Regions from separate parts of the Anser cygnoides genome. Here regions 1 and 2 are each linked to region 3. Evidence: chromatin contacts called from public Hi-C data. All regions are on one chromosome and are shown on one strand. The core of a region is the stretch at or near the end of the contact, and the rest is flanking DNA. Distances in the headings are between cores, read along the strand shown.

Region 1 (4,100 bases), core at 180-2,679, 390 kb after region 3:
GGTATATTATATTTACTTTTTTGTTGTGATTTTTTTTTAGCCATCCAAATGAATTCTTGCTGGCTTAGGCTAGCCTGTCTCTTTCCAGAGCTGCAAAGCAGAGTGAGGCACCAGCTCCGGTGCAGAAAAAAAGATCCCCCACCTCGCGCTGCCCAGAGCCTGGGAGAATGCGATTGCATTTTCATGAATAAATCCTAGGCAAGTGAATAGTGGTACTTTCCCATTTATTTGGGAGTCACTGTGAAAAAACAAACAAACAAACAAGCGCTTTGCTTCCCAACAAAACACATGAAAATGAACTGCTGTTCACACTCAGAGGCAGTTAATTGCTTGCAGAGTTTAATTTTATTCTTTAAAATTAGACTTAAGGTTGAGTCCCTCACTAGGGGGGAAAAAAAAAAAAAAAGAACAGAAAAGAAAAAAAAGAAAAAAAAAAGATGAGAGGGAAAGATGACACAGATAGCTAAAGAAATACTACCAGCTCCAATGTAAATATGTTTGCAGTTTGCAAGAGACCTGCCAGTCAAGCAGCTGTGGGAGGTAACAGGGGAGAACGCATGAGAGGAAAAAGTCTTGTGGCAACAGTGGCCAGTTTCATTATGGCCACTGCCAGACTGTGAAACAACTCTTGGGGCTTGAAATCCTATTGCCTATTAAAACTGGGCATGACAGCTCTTTTTTATGCTTCACCAACCAGAGATGGAACTGTGTCCTAGGGGAAATAAGGAAAAATATTTATTACAAGTGTTTAACACCTTTTAGTACAAAACAACCCTAATATGCAGCACTCAAGGATAATTCATGCCAGCGCATGTAAAACCAAGGGGAATCGCTTATCAGCTCAATAATTTGGTCAGAGCTTTTAAAGGAAGAGATGAAGCTCCGGTCAAAACCCTGAGCCCAGATTTCTCTGAAGTGGAGGCACTTTAGAATAATACTTTCAGAATTTTACCATTTCTGGGAGATGGACACAAAGCTGGGAAATCACAGCCCCTGTCCAGGGCTGTGGAGTGGCTGTTCAGACCAGGGACGTACCTGTCCTTGTGCGTGCCAGAGGCCCGTGGGGCGCTCAGGGGAAGCCCCCGGCGTGCTGCAGGAGGCTCACGCAGCCCGCGAGGCTGAGGCTCAAACCTCCGTCAAGGCTGACTGGGAAAATGCACACCCCGAGCTCGCCTCAGATCGCAAACAGCCAGGGAGCCTAAGGATGCTCGGATCAAGGGGTGTATTCCGACCTATCCCTACTAAAACGCGTGCAGCTAGAGTTGGCAAAACCTGACATAAATTTCCCAGCTTTCTTACACGAATCTGGGCGTTATGGCAGCACCTCCTCCCCAGGACCCCCGCTGCGGGGCTAGGAATAGCGCTGGGCCCTCCGGCCACCCGCCTGGCTGCGGGGCCGCTGCCAGCCCTCCGCGTTACTCATTAACATCCGCTGTTACTCGTTAACAGAGCGAGGGCTTCGCGGGCAGCCCTCGCAAAGCCCCTGCTTTAAATTGCGCAAGCTACGTGCTGCTGCCGTGCCGGCCTGTTTCCGAGTAGGGACGGTGCTTTCCGGCACCCCTTCCCATCCCGATGTTTTAAAGCACTGGTTTACCCGCTCGTTTGCTTTTGGAGAACCTGGGGGAGGAGGGACAACGGGCAAATTGGTGAATCCTCTCCCCGAGGATTTTTGTGAGCCCGTTGGCCAGGCCCGACGCTCACAGGAGGGCAGGGCCTCCTGCTTGGACGGCGTGTGTGCCCTTGCAGAAATTTCCAGAGCGTTGGGCAGCCCCTCGCCTGCCGCAGCTGCCACTCCCGGGGGCGACTGGCCTTGCCCAGGCCCCCGCTGTGGCCCCCGTGGCAGCCAGGAAAATGTCCCCGGCGGCGGGGAGCTGCCCGTGCCCAGCCCTGCGTGCCCCACGGGAAGGCCGGGGTTGCCCCAGGGCTTCTATCCCAAACCCAGGAGAGCAAACTGCCGGTGTTTGCAGATGTCAGAGCCGTTCTGGGGGTTTTTGAGGAGGGAAGTGGAAGGGGGATGACCGCAGTCTCAACAAGGTCAATGCGGCGGCAGCCGCAGCGAGTCAGCACGTATGTCCACCCCAGCAAAAGACCTAAACAACTGCCCTGCGATTCTGGATATTGGGCCACGTCACTGGCAGAATTCAGGATTTATCCAAAATGCGGTGCTCTTCTTTGTTTATTTTAACAGATGATATCAGGAATATATCATAATTATTATTGTTATTATTAACCCTGGGGAACTTTGTTCTTCCGTAAACATAAACGAAGTGTATTTATCCTTAACCCGATTTCAAATGACCTGAAAAGAGAATCAAAAAGTGCAAGGCAGCGATACAACAGGGCAGAAAAGGGGGTGGGGCGGGGGGGCAGCGAGGGTGTTGACTGCAAAAGAAAGAAAATTATCCCAATTCTAAGCACTGCTGGAAAAACGTGAAAGTTATTGCCGCACAAAGAACCTCTTGAACTGCTCTGCCTTCCAAAATTTCTACTGCACTCTCTGCAGTTACTTGTGTATGGCAGAAGCAGCATCTTTGTATTATATGAACAGTCTGCTTCATAATCAAATACCATCTGTCGCTACATCTGAACTTGTTTTCAACATCTGTGCGTTCTGGTCTTAACAAAGCTTTAAAAACTAATTCAAAAACTTTCACAGATCACTGACTAAATATGTACATTTACCATCTTTCATATTGGTTTAAAATATTTCTTCTATAGCTGCATCCCCTTGGCTGGGAATAGTTAAGATGTATACACTGAGTTGCTTTATTAAGCTTATTTTCTAATGGCCTTGGGTAGCCAAGTGCAAAAGAGGGACACTTGCTCAGGCACCGAGAGGACCCATCATATTCTTTCTTGGTGCCAATACAGTCCCTTTCTGCCAATGAGAAACCTGAAAGTTGATCAGCTACCATACCCCAATTACTCAAAATGACACTACAGATAAAACTGCAACCAAGGGGAGAATCAACTGTATGGCTTATATGCTGCTAAAGTGTGTCTGAACAAATGGTGAAGTAAAATCATGAGAGCCCTCAGGAGGATAAGTACGTTGTTACTTTGCACATGCTTCAGAAATGTGAAGTACATCTTTACAGAACTTTTGGCCAACCCCCTGGCAGATGTTGACCAGTTTTGCTTATGTATACATCAGTTGCAGAACACTAAAACAGAGATTGGAAATTTTAATTTAGTCAAGGCAGTTGGGCTAAAATGATGGCTTTTGTTGAAACCATTAAATAGAGCTGCCTAATGAAGTACAGTACAGCACTGGCAAACCGAGCCCTGATGAGATGCAGCAGCTTCCAAACTGCAGCCCTGCAAAGGGGAAGAAGGAAGCTTGCAAGTCTTTAACTAAAGTGGAATGGCGACAGCCCTTGTAAAGCTGCATTTGATTTTGTGTTTGAGGGCAGACGCACTTGTACATTATCACCCTGACATTTTAACCATTAGTTGGAAATGTGCCGTTGCAGTTCCTGCCATATATTTCTCAATCCTATTTGTTAGGAAGTGAGCTAATAGACAGCGTGATGAAGTGATCATAAATTCACTTTCAAAGGGCATTTGGGTTCAGAGCCTAAAGATTGAATATGGCAAATTCTTAGGCACGGGGAAGAAGGTGGGGGCCAGGAGGGTCATTCTCACTGATGGGTTCAGTGATTGATTCCACTACAGAACTATATTTGCCCTTTACTTGGCTGTTTAACACAGAATAGCTATAATAGGTTCCCGATCCATTATTCCTCTTCCTCCTAGGGTCAGTATGAAGCTGAAAGAAAATATAACCTTGGCTGTGATAAAATAAACTTTAACATTATCAGGTGTTTGGAAATTGGAAGGTGTCTCCTTGCGTTACGTCCATACACACAAACACACACAAAGGGTTATAATATAATCCTCAGCTCTGCCTCTGACAAATGGTTATTGCCATTCAGTATTGGTTTTTTGCTCATGCAATAATATGGTGTCATGCAAGTCCACACAGCCTTGAAATTCTTCTTATTATATGTAGCCTTCCAAAAAACATGTGCAGCATGCTGCTTTTTTGACTGTGATTAGCAGCGTTTTTTAAAGATAGGTGGCTTAGAACAAAATTTGCT
Region 2 (4,219 bases), core at 1,376-3,875, 340 kb after region 3:
TTTTTTTAAACAATTCTGTTTCCATCAATACCAGCTTCTTCATTTACTCTCCAGGTTAAAGGCATTTTCCTCCAAAGGTTTCCTTTCTGGAAGGAGGAGCCAGGATGAAGGGAGCTGAGGAAAGGTTCTCCACTTTCTCACACACCATGCTGATGATGATCTATTGATATCAGTAGAGTTATTTTGAATTAACATCAGTGCAAATAAGAGAAGAATCATGCCTTTGTTGTTGTGGGTTTGTTTGTTTTTTTGTTTGTTTTGCACATGAAAGTGCTTGGACCTTCCCCACCCCTTAGGAAGAAAAAAAAAAAAAAGAAAAAAAAAGGAAAAAAAGAAAAGAAAACCTGCTATGTATTCACAGCTCTTTACTTCATTTGCTGTGAGCAGACAGAGCAAGGAAAATGATCAAAGAAAAGGCAGTCCCAACAATAAACCCTTGTCACTTCCAATTTTCTTGTCGTGCTGCAAAGGGACAGAGGAATCACCCATGGCCATGGACACATTTCAAAAGTTTTCCCAAGTTTCTTGCATCTGCTTTTTCCCCTTGAAGAAAGAAATACACACAGAGAAAACTGTCAGCTTGCAGTGAACGTTTTCTAGTCAGAGGTACCAAAATTTGAAGGAGGATTTATTTCTGATGGGCCAAGCTCACAGCTGGCTGAACATAGACCTGATGACCCCAGTATCTGGAGGAAATGCAGTATTTGGGTCTGAAGCTGGAGACACACCAAGCGTTAGTTGGTGGCAGTGGGGTAGGAGAAGAGAGCCCGCACCCCCTGACTATGGATCCAAACTTTGTTAATGTGAATTAATTTGGGGGGAGAGGTTCAAAATTCAGGAAACAGACATTATGGGAGGCTACTTGAGAACTATCACTTGTCAAGGGACATGGGACCTCAGCTCACTGCTGGGACCCCACATGCAGTTGGTTGGGGGGCTGTGGGGCAGCAAGGGGCCACCAGTTGTGCACCCACCCGCAGCACCAGGAGCCTGCCCCATCACCAGGTCTATGATTCCGGTGGGTGGGAGACTAATTTTACTGCTGGGCTTCGAAACATCAGCTTGAGTTCCTTAAAAGGCTGCCTGTCCTCTGGGATGGAAAGAGACATAGGGTCTGTGGGCATCCAGGTGGAAGGGGGCGTGCAAGAGACCCAGTCTGCTTGACCGTGGGGACGCCGCTGCACCCGCAGTGCCTCAGTTTCTCTTTCCTCCGCCTCGAGCAAACCAGTGGTGGTTGAAGCGAAGTTGAGCCCCAGTGGTGACGAGCCCACTGGCAGAGGCAGTTAGTTATTATATATCTGAGTTTGCACCATTCAGCTTCACCTCTGCACAAATCCCAGTGTCCTTTAAAAAAAAAAAAAAAAAAGGAAAGAATTCAGGAGAGTCACTCACCCGCCAGATTTAGCCTATCTCCCCCCGCGTCCAGGCACACTTCTGCACCCTTGTTCCGCAGCCCCTGCAGCACTTAGGGCTACAAGGGGAGCCTGAATTTGGCACCTGGCAAGGCGCGATGGACGCGCGGGGACCCAGGCAGGGGCTCAGCACCCCTTTTTCCTAAAGGTGGCCCCTAAAATCACCCCCCCGCAGCCTGTCCCGGGGAATTGCGGCCCCATGCGTGACCCCGGTCCCGCTGGGGCAGAGGGAGCCTGGTCCCGGCTGGGGGGCAGCTTTGGGGTCCCAAATTCCTGCAGCCGTCGGGTGCCCGTGCCCGGGGCAGGCACAGGGGGTGCCGGCACCCTGCGCGCACCCACGCGTGAGGCCGGCCGGGGGGCTCCGCTCCGGAGCCCCAGATGGGGAAAAGCGGTCGGGGGGCTGCCGGGGGGGGGGGAAGCCAACAGGAGCCGCGGGTGCGGTGCCTGCCCTCGCTCCCCGGGCCAAATTTCGGCTCCGCAGCGGCAGCAGCCGGGCGCTCCCTGCTCGCACACCGCGGCGCTGCGCCGCCGGCCCGGCCGGGAGCATCCTTCCTTTTTGCCGCTGAGAGCCGATAAGAAGAAGAATTTAATTTTCCCCCTATCGATTTTAAAGCGGGAGCCGGCTGGCAGCCGCCTCGGGGTGGCCGCCACTTGCCCCAAACTTTCGGAGCGCCCCGCTCCCCATCGCGCTGCCCCACGCGCGGCACAAGCGCGGCGGGGCGCGGGGACGCTTGGAAACACGCGTGGACCCCCCCGCGCACACGCAGCACCCCCGGACACCCCCGGGCATCCCCCACGGAGCCCCCCCTCGCCCCCCCCCCCTCGCCCCCTCGCCCCCGGGGCCGACTTCGGGCGAAGTTTTCGGCCCCACGCAGGTGCGCGCCCCACGCCGCCGGCCGGCGGGGGGGGACCGGGGCGGTGTCGGGGCCCCCCCGGAGCCCTCCCCCGGCTCCTGCCAAATTCTCGCCGGCCCCCCCCCGGCCCAAGGAGCCTGCCGATTGGGCGCCGGGCCGGGCCCACGTCACTCGGAGCGTGACGTCGGGTCTTCCTGTTTCCTTCAGCTGTGTCTTAAAGTAAATCTTGGGGCGGTGCGGAGCGCCCGGCTCGGCGCGGCGCGGCTCGGCTTGGCCAGGCTCGGCTCGGCTCGGCCAGCCCCAGCCCTGCCCCAAGCCCCAGCCCAGCCCCAGCCCTGCCCAGCCCTGCCCCGCCACGCTCCCGCACACTCGCCGCGCACACGGCGCCGCACGCTCGCACGCTCCCGCACAGCCCCGCGCAGCCCCGCACGGCCCCGCACACTCCCCCGCGCAGCCCCGCGCAGCCCCCGCAGCCCCCAGCAGCGGCGCTGCTCCGAGCGCGCGTGTGAGCGAGCGGGGCGCGGGCGCGCCGTGCATGTGCGCGTCGCCCTTTCTCCCTCTTTGCACCGGCAAAAAAAAAAAAAAAGAGAGGCTCAGTTTCGTCGCCTCTGCACCGAGTAAGTATCCTCTCCCTCTCTCCTCAGCCCCTGCTTTCCCTCTTCTTTTTTTCCTTCTTCTGTTTTTTCCTTCTATTTTCCCCCTCTATTCTTTTCCTTCTTCTATTTCTTTTTTCTTCTCTTACCTTATTCTATTTCTTCTCCCCTCTTCTATTCTTTTCCTCTCTTCTGTTCTTTTCCCCTCTTCTGTTCTTTTCCCCTCTTCTATTCTTTCTCCTTCTTCTATTTCTTTTCCATCTATTTTTCCTTCTATTTTTCCCTTCTCCTATATCTTTTTCCTTCTATTTTTTTCCCTTCTATTTTTCTCCTTTTTCTTTCTCTTTTTCCTTCTTCTTCTTTCTCCTTCTTCTTCTTTCTCCTTCTTCTTTCTCCTTCTTTTTTTTTTGTTTTTTGTTTTTTTGTTTTAATTCCCACTTGGGGCTGCTTTAGATGACCCAGGGAATGGGAAGGGTGTGGGGGGTGTGGACAAGCCCCCCTGTCAAACCCCGCTCCCCATTCCCCGACTTCCCACCGGGCGGCCGCAGGTCCCCGCCGCGGGACCCCCCCCTCGCCCCCGGGGGGCTCCTTTTTGTCTCGTCCCGCGGCTCGGGGGCGCTTCGGCGGGGCCGGGAGATGCGACGGCTCTCGGGCTCCTTCTTCGTGGTCCCGGCTTCCTCCTACCCCCCGCCGAAGTTCCCCATCCCCTGCCTCCAACTCCTGCTCGGGTGCTCCGAGGCTCCCCTTTGTCTTGTTTATTATCGCCGCCGCTCTTTTTGTCCCTTCCCATTTGCCTGCCGTTTGCATGTCGTTACTTCTCCTTTTTAACCCCGGCCGGGAAGGGCAGGGACTTTTTTTTTTTTTTTATTATTATTCTTAGTCCGCTCCTCGTTGCGATCACTTTGTCATTTCCAAGGGTGGGACGAGCTGCGAATTGGGCAAATGCGGAGAAAATGGGATTGGAGCGGTAGGTAGCGAGCACACGGGGAGATGGGATGCGAGGCGCGGGATAGGAGCCCAGTGTGGCCGAGCGCTCGGGTTGCTGCTACTTTCTGGTTGTTTGCTTGTTTGGGGTTGTTTATTCCATTGGGGGCGGTGGGTTATTTTATTTCCCTTAGGTTTTGCCGGAGAACCTCCTGAGCGTTTTTACGGTTCCCGAGCGCCCCGAAGCACTTTGCCATGCGTTCAAACGGAGTTACAGCGCGGGAGGGGGGGGCGGGGGGGGCAGGCTTTGGGGTCAGCACCCCGCGTCGGGGAGAACCCCAAAACCGAGGCGGACTGCGGGGCCCCTACGGGAAGGGGTCCCCGGCAAGGCTGGAGGATGCTAAACCTCCTGCCGAACGGGCGGGGGTCTCCGCTG
Region 3 (4,131 bases), core at 631-3,130:
AAAGTGACTCAAAGTGAGTCTTTATCTTGTTTTGAATGTTCCTGGTGTGTCCGGTGTTGTGGGCTGTGTTGCCATACGTCTGGGTACTTGACCTCTCCTTTTCACTTCTAACTGGAAGATGCAGTGAAACTTGGCTTGGCAAATTTTGTCTGCGTGTGTTTAGCTTGGTGTGTGTTTTCATCTGAGCTCAGGACAGAGTAGGTTTTGGATATGGTAAGTTTATATGTAACATACTTTCAATTTTTCGTTATTTTAATGCTCTCGTTAAAAGTATGCAAGAAAGGGAAGATGTCTTTGCCAAAGCACTGTCTGTTAGGGTCTGGTGTTACAGTCTGAGAACAGGTCTGCATTGGTTTTTGAGGAGCAAATTTCATAGGTAGAAAAAGGAGAGAATGAATGTGAAAGTTAAATAGATTGAAGGATATGTTCAATTTAAAATAGGTAGGAAATTGTATTGCAGAGTTATGTGAAAGATATAAAATTGTACTTGAAACCATTTTATCTTTTTAATTGGTAAGGTTTTAGGTGTTACTCTTTTACATGACAAGTTATATAATGTGCTTAGTGGTGAAGTGTCTGAGGGTGTATTTGAATTTTAAGTCGCTTTATTGGTTGGAGGAAAATATGGGATCTAAATTCTACAATTCATATATCAGAATCTAATTTCTGGAGGGGCTAGGGGTAGTAACGTATTGATGTTGAAGCTCTTCAGACTCAGGGGAGGGTAGAAGCCCAGCTGTGTGCTGGGGTTTGCTTACAGGACCCTAGGAGTTTGTGTTTGAGGTTTTCATACCCAAGCGTGTAACTGTGTATTAAAGCAAAGGAAGGTGGTGTCGGTACAGAAGCAGCGATCAGATCCTTTCCGCGGTGGATAGCGAGGGCTTGCTCAGCTCCTGTTATCCTATGAAAAACGGAGAGTTGTTGACTGCATGCATATAAAAGGGATTATGCAATATATGTATAAAGTAACAGAATAAATCCAACCATTATAAATGGAGAAGTGTCAGAAAGATGGGGGACGGAATAGTTTAAATAGCTGCGTGCCGTTTCCTGCTGACAGTATACTTCATTCTGTTTGAAATAGCAATTGTCGTTTTATATCGTGCGTAAATTAAAAGCAGGAATAAATCTTCGGCAAGAAGCTGCACTTGTGCACTGGTGACGGCAGGTGGCATTGTACCATTAATGGATGTTGCTGTGGCTCTTGCTGCCTCTAATTTGCCTCACTTTACAGAAGGGCTGGAGGCTGAAGACGAGGTTTATTTGCAAGGATTTGCATACAAGGGTTGTACTTACAAGCTCGGAGTTGTAGAGTGTTGTAGTGCCGTTGAATCTTGGTAAAACGGGCTAAGTCTTTTTACTCCCGCATATTTCTACTTAAAAAACAAGTTGATGCTGAAGCAACTACTGGAACAACAAAGCTGCAGATGCTTGAAAGTAGAGCCCGTGCTATACTTTGATTAATGGCCAAACTAAATCTTTGCTGTTCACCTATGATAAGTCAAATGTTGTTTCTCTAAACCACCAGGGAAATGGCGGATTATAAATCATCCCCTATAAACTCAACACCACTTGAAGTAAAACTGTGGGGGTTTTGGCCAAGAGTAACCTATTTGCTTTTAAAGAAGAAATTAAGCACTTGTCACTGAGATTTTTTGCCGTGTTAATACGGTTAAGGTGACTAATGTGAGGCTCACATGTTTTGTTGTGCTTTCTTTGGTTTTCACTTTTCTCTACAGTAATTTTGTTTTCTGGGTGTTTTAAAGTGTGCTAAGCAGCTGATGTCTGAATACAAAGTTATTAGCAGATCAGACGAGAATGATTCACTTCTGTTTAAATAGCCCTTTGCTCTCGGTGCCCCCTGAGAACTCTTATCACATATTTGTCCAAAAAACCCCACAAAAACTAACAAAAAAAACCCCTCACGTTATCCACCTGCCCGGTGGCTGATAGTATCAGCAGTGTATCTCTTTATCTCTTGGTTAATGTGCCTTGGTATTCTGAAGGGGGGAAAATTCCAGTAACAGATTCAATTTACACGGACAGAAACTTGAGCAAATGCCAGCCTAGCAGGGGGGCCATTATTCTGCACTATAAATAAGTTTAAAAAAGAAACAAACGCACACACAAACCTGTGAATCAACATGTTTTGGTCTAATTGAGGGAAAAGCAAGATAGATGAATTTTGAAATGCAAATGATCACCTTCTGTTATTTAAGTATCGGTTTTGCAATCTTTGTGATCCTAAATACAAAATGTTGTTACCTTTTAAGCAGAGTAACAATTATTTTCCATTCTTGATAGTGTGAGTTTTAAAATAAAATGGGTAACTTTTCTTTTTAGAAAGCCCCTCCATAGTGTGCTTAATACTTATGAGAACGACAAGATTGTCTAAAGCCACAGGCTAGTCGGGTCTGTTTCCAGCTAAAACAGATTAAGTCGAGGATTTACATGTAAAGAGAAATCTTTTAGGTACTTTTTCCAGCTAACCTGTAAAGCAGGATGTCGTAGAAGTGGCTTGCTGGTCTAAGGTAACATGTAAATACGGTGTGTGAATGAAGTGTTTTTATTTACACTCTCTAAGCTCTCTTTCCAGCACCGGGCCTAAGTTCTGTCGTATCCCTGTGGAGTTATCAGAGGATGAGATTTCAGAACTGTGCTCTCGTCGGAGTCTTTTTTTCTTTCTTGTCCACACCGTGAGTTTTCTCCACGCTGCATTTACTAAAAACTGGAGACTTGCTTGTTGAGATTGGGAAGCTTAGCTTTGTAGGAAATAAAAGTAGGAAACTGGCCATCAGTAATGCATCGTATTACTCTCATGCTTTCAGAAGCTGTGCGCTATAATCAAGCCTTACTGACAAAAACTAGCCTTCACAGAAGCCTGCATATAAATATATATTTGGTTTTATCTAACCTGATACTAATTGTACACAATGCAAAATGTAACTAAAAAGAAGGCTTTCTAGGTAAACGATTTTGCCCCAAAACAGACCAAAATGTTTCAGTGTGCAGCCTGATTTTCATGCTCCCAAATGAAGATGTAACTTGTACTTGTAGACAATTGAAAATACAGATGTGAAGCGCAGCTGATAACCTAAAGCATATGGCATTAAAATAAAAATTGCTGGATGCTATTATTAGCCTGTGTGCTATAATTTTTATTTTCTGCACAAGACAAAAATGGTCTGCCTCTATTTATCAAATAGATATTTGATGCTGGAAAACCTGCATATTATGTGCGTGTGTTTTTCAGTAGAAATTTACAGGCACTCATTAAATTCTGCTATTTTGTATTATAGTCATTTAATTTGGAGTAGATTGTTTAAGAAGCAAAATAACGGTGGCGGATTAAAGTGCCATTGACCCTGAGAGGTGTCGAGGGGTGGGTTGGTCTCACGGCTATAGTGTAAGACTGGACTTCCTCAATTTTGTTTCTGACTGTCATAGCTTTTTGTGTGACATTAATGTTTCAGGACGATCCTAAAAAAGAAAGGAAAAACAGGGCTTTTGAATGGGCAAAAGTGTAGAAGGACAGGCTAGCTTGATTTTAAAAGCACTGGCAATAAGAAAGGGGACTGAACATTAACATGAAACTACACGGCTGGTGTGAATAACGAGAAAAGGTCTGAAGCTGCGGAAAAAGTAGTGATTATTGTGAAGCTGGGAGTAACAACTGTACAACCGTTTGGAGGTGTACAGCTCTCCAAAGGCACCTGAGTGTCCCGCAGAAAACACTAACAGCTGACTGCTCCCGAAATAGCAGGATGGCATAAGCCTGGAGTAGGTAATTAAAAGCAGAGGTTTGGAGGGAGTAGCAGGTATTTTCTGAAAATAATATGGTGTGCCTGGGCACTCGGGCATGTTGTGAGTACACTGCGTGTTTTAGGCGAAGTACCTGATCTTGTGTTTTTTGCAGACTCTCTAACTAGAGTAAGCAGCGAGATGTAGTGAAGCTGTAGAAGAATCTGGTAATTCAGTCTGGCTGGTGTAAAAGGCAGTTAATAACTCTGCAAGAAACTAATTCACCTGTTCGTGGTTTCTTTTCTTTTTCCATTTTTCTTTTAAATAATGCAGCTGAAACTTGTAGATAGTATAGGAGATGCCTTTTGAAAATCAACAGAGATAGCTGAA

What was found. Hi-C and Micro-C count contacts between places; a contact is called where the count stands out from the background.
Region 1: a Hi-C map of liver shows a contact between it and region 3, with 2.2 times the contacts expected there. The contact joins two enhancer-like sites. A contact is called at or near these places in 4 of 7 Hi-C or Micro-C datasets (granulosa cells and liver).
Region 2: a Hi-C map of liver shows a contact between it and region 3, with 2.8 times the contacts expected there. The contact joins the promoter of PROX1 here to the enhancer-like site in region 3. A contact is called at or near these places in 2 of 7 Hi-C or Micro-C datasets (granulosa cells and liver).

The regions. Positions count from the first base shown.
Region 1 is chr3:20,339,387-20,343,486 of Taihu_goose_T2T_genome, forward strand. No RefSeq gene overlaps it. Among named protein-coding and RNA genes, the nearest start is that of PROX1, 53 kb to the left of the region's middle. Within about 2 kb of position 1,430, at least 3 of the 3 cell types and tissues checked have open chromatin away from gene starts, as enhancers often do. A contact at or near this core is called in liver, where this site is marked.
Region 2 is chr3:20,285,518-20,289,736 of Taihu_goose_T2T_genome, forward strand. It overlaps PROX1 (prospero homeobox 1), which reads left to right and starts at 2,626. Exons shown (of 5, transcript XM_048057697.2): 1 at 2,626-2,883. It overlaps LOC136790348 (a long non-coding RNA gene), which reads right to left and starts at 2,390. Exons shown (of 3, transcript XR_010830114.1): 1 at 2,260-2,390; 2 at 975-1,344; 3 at 1-543.
Region 3 is chr3:19,948,906-19,953,036 of Taihu_goose_T2T_genome, forward strand. The region is part of intron 11 of RPS6KC1 (ribosomal protein S6 kinase C1); the gene reads left to right. Among named protein-coding and RNA genes, the nearest start is that of RPS6KC1, 77 kb to the left of the region's middle. Within about 2 kb of position 1,881, at least 2 of the 3 cell types and tissues checked have open chromatin away from gene starts, as enhancers often do. A contact at or near this core is called in liver, where this site is marked.